Linked DNA regions of Mus musculus: region 2 is linked to region 1. Evidence: chromatin contacts called from public Hi-C data. All regions are on one chromosome and are shown on one strand. The core of a region is the stretch at or near the end of the contact, and the rest is flanking DNA. Distances in the headings are between cores, read along the strand shown.

Region 1 (3,049 bases), core at 260-2,759:
TTAAAACTTAGCTCTTTATCTTGCACTTGACATTCATGATACAATTTTTAAATAATTTGTAAAGTCCCAGTAGATAGGCAGAACTAAATATGGACTGAAGAGACATGAAATCCTCCTCTCACCCTGATGTGTTCATTTCTAAATCTAACATTGCTACTTTGTTACTGTCCAATGAGATGACTAGTCTATGTTTTTTTAAAGCATATAATTCATTTATCTGTTATTATATAACCAAGACTGATTTTTGTTTTCAACTAAATGTCTCTCTAAAAGCACTAAGTAAAAATGCTAAGTCCTCGATGATCTAGGAAACATTGACAAATACTCAAAGTTACTACAAGAAGTCCCTAATTTACACCTGATTGTTGTTCTAAAGGAGCCCATCTAGGGAGCTAGAGAGATGACTCAGTAGTTAGGAGTACTGGCTGCTCTTCAAGAGGTCCTGGGTTCAATTACCAAAACCCACATGATACTCACAACTGTGGTGTAAAGACATAATATTCAGGCAAACACTTATTCTCATGAAATAAAAATAAGTTTTAAAAAGAAAAGTCTATTTACATCTATTGTTTGGTTGGTAGAAGTGGACTTTATTCTGTTCCTTACTGTGTTCCTAGAACCAAATATCTGGTCACTAAATGAAGTGGCTGAAAATGTCTTCTTCATTAGTAATGTGATAGAGATGTGTTAATGGTATTTATACAGTCCTCTGCCATTTATAAACACATTTACATGTGCCTTATCTGAGTCTTTCTTACACTGACCCAGTTTATAAATGAAGACCTGAAAGTCCCCTGAATAAGGACATGACAGCTACTTAGGCTCCACTGGAGTGAGAGATGACAGAGTTTTATCTGGAGGGACAGCAATAGAATTGGCCAGCTGATGTAAAGGTTAGAATTTACAGTACATTAGCATAGCCCAGATTTGGGGGTGGGGTGCTCCAATCCACTCTCAAATGGCCATATGCAGCTGGCCCTATTATAACATGTAGATGAAATGTCTTTCATTGGTACAAAGCAAAGACCCAGATAGCAGGGACTCATTCTCATTGTCTTCTTTCCCTTCCCCTGGTTGTGAAATGACTTCCTTGTGGTTAATGGTTAAGAAGCAGGGCTATTCCTTCCATGGCAGAAAAACACGAGATCTCCCATGATCGTGTACACCAAAGCAGAGGGCAGCTGCTCAGCTGTCACGGGGCTTACCAGGCTCTGCACTGTTCCACAGTGCCAGCCACAGCCCTCTGATCTTCAACAAGGTGGATGTAAAGAATTCCCTAAATCGAAATGAGTGTGTTCAGAGTTGGAGGGGACAGTGCCAGAGGAGGGGACAGTGCCAGAGGTCCCGAGACTACCAGCTCTGCACATAAGCTTCCCACTGCGGATCCTCAGACTTTTTTTTTTTTTTTTTTTTTTGAAACATTCCCTGGCACAAGAGACTGAAGAGTTTGTTCAGACTCTGGATATATTTAGGTTTTTAGAAAGTCTCTCTTTGGTCATACCCCTGCCTTCTGAAAGCATCAGAGTCCATTTAATCCCTCTTCAAATATCCCAAGAATGTTAGCAATCCCTGAACATCCATAAATCCTCTCCAAGGCGAAATATCCCAAGTTAATTGTTTATTATATAACAAGGGTTCTCTAATTGCTCTCATTTCTTCTGCCCAACTTTCTCTAAATAGGAAAATCTTGACCTGAGCATAATATTCTAGCCGCTCTCTGACGAGGGAGGCAGAGGACTATCCTCTCCGTCTCTTGGAACGCAGCTCTTCTGCAAATGTGGCCTAAGATTGCATTCAGGTTTTTTGGCAGTCACAATATGTTGATGATTCACACTGAAATCACAGTCAACTAAAACCCTCAGGGTTTTTTTTTTTTTCTTTTCTTTTTCTTTTCACATGAATGGCTGATAAGTCAGCCACACCTCTGCGCTGATGGTGGTAGGGCTGAGTTGTGAACAGAGGAATTTATATGTGTCACTACTGAAGTTAATCTTTTAAATTTTGCTCAAGGGTTTTGTTGTTGTTGTTGTCTTTGTTTTTGTTTTTGTTTTCAGGCTGATGCCTGAGTTTTCTTTCTTAATAGCTCTGACTATGTTACCCTAACCCAGGGCTGCTGTTGAATCTCCAGGATCAAGTCCTGAAAAATTAGACCCTGAGCCTCTAAGGTCAACTTCATCTTCCCCTCTCCCTTCCTGCCAACCAGCACTCCAGAGTCTCCAGCTAGTCAGAGAGGTGACTTTCTATAGGTATTTTCCCGCAGGATTCCCTTCCCCACCTTCCAATTATTATCTATTCTTAAGAGATATGAGTTACAGACAGATGTAGAGACCTACAGCCAAACAGTGGACTTGGGGACTCTTATGGAAGAATAGAAGGAAGGAGTGTAGGTCCTAAAAGGGGGGTAGGAGCTCCACAGAAAGACCAAGAGCTTCAAGTAACCTGGACCCTTGGGCCTCTCAGACTCTGAACCACCAACCAAAGGACATACACAGGATGGACCTAGGTCTCCCCACACATATGTACCAGATGAGCAGCTTATCTTCCTGTGGGTCCAAACAACTGGAACAGGGGCTATCCCAAGAGCTCTTAACTGTATGTGAGATATGTTCTTCTAGCTGGGTTGCCTTATCTGGCTTCAGTGGGAGAGGAAGCACCTAGCCTTGCAGAGACTTGAAGTGCCAGGTTGGGGGGAATACCCAAGGGGGCACTCGCCAGCTCAGAGGAGAAGGGGAAGAGGGATGGGGGAAGGATTGTAGGAGGAGGTGATTGGAATGGGGGACAGTGAGGGGGATGTTAAGTGAATAAGTAAAAAAGAAAAAGAAATTAAATTTTAAAAAGAGAGAGAGACAGGAGTTAAAACTCTCCATTAGACTATGAAGTCCTTAAATACACAGATACATAGATGTAACCAAATATATACAGGTTAACTAGGAGAGACAAGACCCAGTTTAGACTCCCCAAATATTGTTTGTTTTGCCAAGAAAGTGATATTTAAACTCTTCTGGGGAGGAGTCAAGATAGAGTTTCTCTGTATGGCCTTGGCTGTTCT
Region 2 (3,049 bases), core at 242-2,741, 88 kb before region 1:
ATGTGAGCGGTTGGGTGTGTGTATCGTGGAACACATTGGGAGGTCGGAGAGCAATGTGGAATCTGTCCTTGCTTTCCACTTTTGTGTGAGTTCTGGGGATAAAAACTCAATTGTCAGGCCTTTGCAGAGGGCAAGTGCCTTTGCCTACTGAGACGTCCTGTCTTACTTGTAAATTCTTAATTGTTATTTTTAGTTTTTATTGCCCCTCCCACTTTGATATAGAATCTCTCTATGTAGCCCTGGCTGGCCTCGAACTCACAGAGATCCTCCTGCTTCTGCCTGCCAGGTGCTGGGATTAAAGAGGTGCACCCCCACACTGCACCCCCACACTGAACTGGAGTGACCAGGCTTTATTCTCTACTCCTGGTGGCACCCAGGAGTTCTCAGCAGATTGCTGTGCTGAGCCTGTGAAAATTTTGCTAGTGGAAGTTGTTTTTTTTTTTTCTCTTGGAAAGCAAGATTTTTTTATCTGGCTGCTATTTCCTCCTGTTCTGACAATAAATAAAATAAAATAAAATAAAATAAAACCATAACTTATCAAATCCAGGGCCACTAAGGTGTTCTAAGCAACTGTTCTGCTGTGTCTCGGTATCCCTTGCTCTGATGGCAATGAGCAATCTCACATTTCAAAAATAAGTGTTTGATCCAGCACGTATTTCTGTTTTTCTCTCTCTGCATTTTTAGTTATTCAGCGTGTGTGAACACTAGAAACCTGAGCATTTATCATTTAAAAGATTATAGGTGTCAGGCACAGTCATTCACGTTTGAATAGTACAGAAACATTTACGTGTCTTGGCTGCAGTGCTTGGTTCGGGGCATCATGCTTGAGAAAGTACATCCAGACACATCCTTCCCCAAGAAAACGATTAAAAACAAGCTATCAGTCATGCGAGGCACACTCCTTCCCCTCGGTTCCATTCTTATCATACCGATCTCCCTTGCAAAATTGAAGCTGCTCATAAATATTTTCCTTCCAAACTGTGGGAAATAAGTTGTAACACTGGCTCTCTGATAAGGTTACATTAGAAGACGGCTTTATCATCTAAACAATGACTACAAAATCCGTGTGGTCTTGGGACCTCTGACCAGAGGCCAACGGGTGCTCACCCTTATTCTCAGGCATTCCAGGGGTGTGGCCGAGGGGTGGCCACCACAAGACATTTTCAAGGTCTCTTTTTCCCACCCTTCAGAGTGCCATCTCTGACCATTTTTTTTTTCCTTGAAAAGGATTTGTTTTGCAAGAACGTAAAGTGTCCCAAAGAACTGTTTACCCATACTAGGACTTGCTGTTTGCTTAAGACAGCCAGATGGACGGCGCCTCTTGACTCACGGCCACATCCCCACAGATTTGACCTCATTTCACGGACACTATTAAAAGATTATCCTATTATCGAGACTTTCCATTGCATCAAATACTAAATATTAGCAACATTCCTCTGCAGGGAAAATGATGTCAGAAGAGGGCGCAGACTGTGTTGACCTCAGGCACATCACGAGGATAGGTATGTGGAGATTGCTTAAGGGCTGGCTGACTAATTAAGCCCAGAGGTACAGGCAAGAAAGCTCTAGGGGCGTAAACTTTCCCAGCAGCTCCTGAAGGATGTGCTTGGCTTCATATGTGGCCATAGATGGAAGTTTTATTGGGTCTGTTGACTCGGTATCGAGGTGGTAGTTATTTTGTAAAATGCTCAGAAGAGAGCAAACATACAGAATCAGGGCAGTAGTTGGGGGGATGGGATGGAGTGGGGAGGAAAACAAGAGTTCTTTCCCCCATTTCTTCTCCAAAACTGTCCTCATCTGACATCACCACTCCCCACTTTGGACCAAAGGATGCTCGGAGGATGTTGGATGCAGCAGAGGAGAGACTGCAAATGATTTCAGGATCAAGATACTAAGAAATCCTTATATCAAAGATTTCTTCTTAAAAGTAATTTACTTGCTTTTATTTTATGTGCCTCAGTGTTTTGTCTGCATGTATATCTGTGTGAGGGTGTCCGGTATTGGAATTACAGACAGTTATTAGCTGCTATGTGGGTGCTGGGATTTGAACCCAGGTCCCCTGAAAGAACAGTCAGTGCTCTTAACCGCTGAGCCATCTCTCCAGCTCCTAAAGATTTCTTTCTAATGTTGCAAGAAATGTGCCTTAAAGAGCAACTGTAAGAAGGGAAATTCTAGTCACAGAGGATCTGTACCAGTCAGCTTGCTGTCGTGGCAAATACCTGAGAGAAATACCTTAAAGGAGGAAGGGTTTAGAGTAACAGAAGTTCCAATCTATGGTCACTTGGATCTGTGCTGAAGTACAACATCATGGCAGGGGTGCAGAAGAACAAAACACCTCAAGTCATGGTGGCCAGAAAGCAGAGAGGTCCAGGAAAGAAGGAGCTGTTCCCAAGCGTCCCCCACAATCCCCAAGGGCACCTCTCTTCCTGCCTCACCTCCTAAAGTTCCACCGGGGTCGATGACCAAGCCTTTAGCATGTGGGTCTTAGGCCTGGGGACACTTGGGGTCCAAAGTGTCAACAGAAATGAAAAACATATTAAAGCCCAAACAATTAGGCAAATTAGATAAGATTAAACTGTTAGGCATGATTTTACTCCATTGTATTAAAAAAAAAAAAAAAAAAGAACAAACCACCAGCTGAATTTTAAATGTTGGGAAGGGTGAAGGCAAACCCAGCCCACGCTCAGTGGAAGCAAGTCAAGTAGTGGGGTGTATATAAAGGAGAAACCTTTGTCGCCTAGAAGGACACACATTGCTAGGATGCCTTCCAGAAGTCTTAAGGCAGTATACAATCGATAACCGTGCCCTTAGATTGGGGGATGATGCTATGCTTGTTCTGAAGTTCTTTTTTTACCTACTTGATGTTTCAAGTTTCATGTTCTATTTTTTTTTAAATGGGCACCGTATCCGCTGTTCTTTTTAAAAGGCAGTATTTTAAGTGAAATGGAAAATCCTTTATCCAACGCTCTCAAACTATATTGTATGGGTATGATATAGTACACAATATGTTGTATAAGTTGCCTGAGAATTGTAAAACTAGGAAGAAGTT

The links. Hi-C and Micro-C count contacts between places; a contact is called where the count stands out from the background.
Region 2: a contact with region 1 is called in a Hi-C map of muscle stem cells, with 2.0 times the contacts expected there. The contact joins two enhancer-like sites. A contact is called at or near these places in 10 of 484 Hi-C or Micro-C datasets (3T3-L1-derived adipocytes, the C2C12 cell line, LSK cells and 6 more) and 2 of 115 datasets of contacts at active chromatin or transcription factors (extraembryonic endoderm stem cells and heart atrium).

The regions. Positions count from the first base shown.
Region 1 is chr10:93,660,326-93,663,374 of GRCm38.p6, reverse strand. All of the region lies in intron 2 of Ntn4 (netrin 4), which reads right to left. Among named protein-coding and RNA genes, the nearest start is that of Ntn4, 21 kb to the right of the region's middle. Within about 2 kb of position 1,509, at least 62 of the 459 cell types and tissues checked have an H3K27ac peak or open chromatin away from gene starts, as enhancers often do. A contact at or near this core is called in muscle stem cells, where this site is marked.
Region 2 is chr10:93,747,828-93,750,876 of GRCm38.p6, reverse strand. No RefSeq gene overlaps it. Among named protein-coding and RNA genes, the nearest start is that of Gm26239, 58 kb to the left of the region's middle. Within about 2 kb of position 1,491, at least 35 of the 459 cell types and tissues checked have an H3K27ac peak or open chromatin away from gene starts, as enhancers often do. A contact at or near this core is called in muscle stem cells, where this site is marked.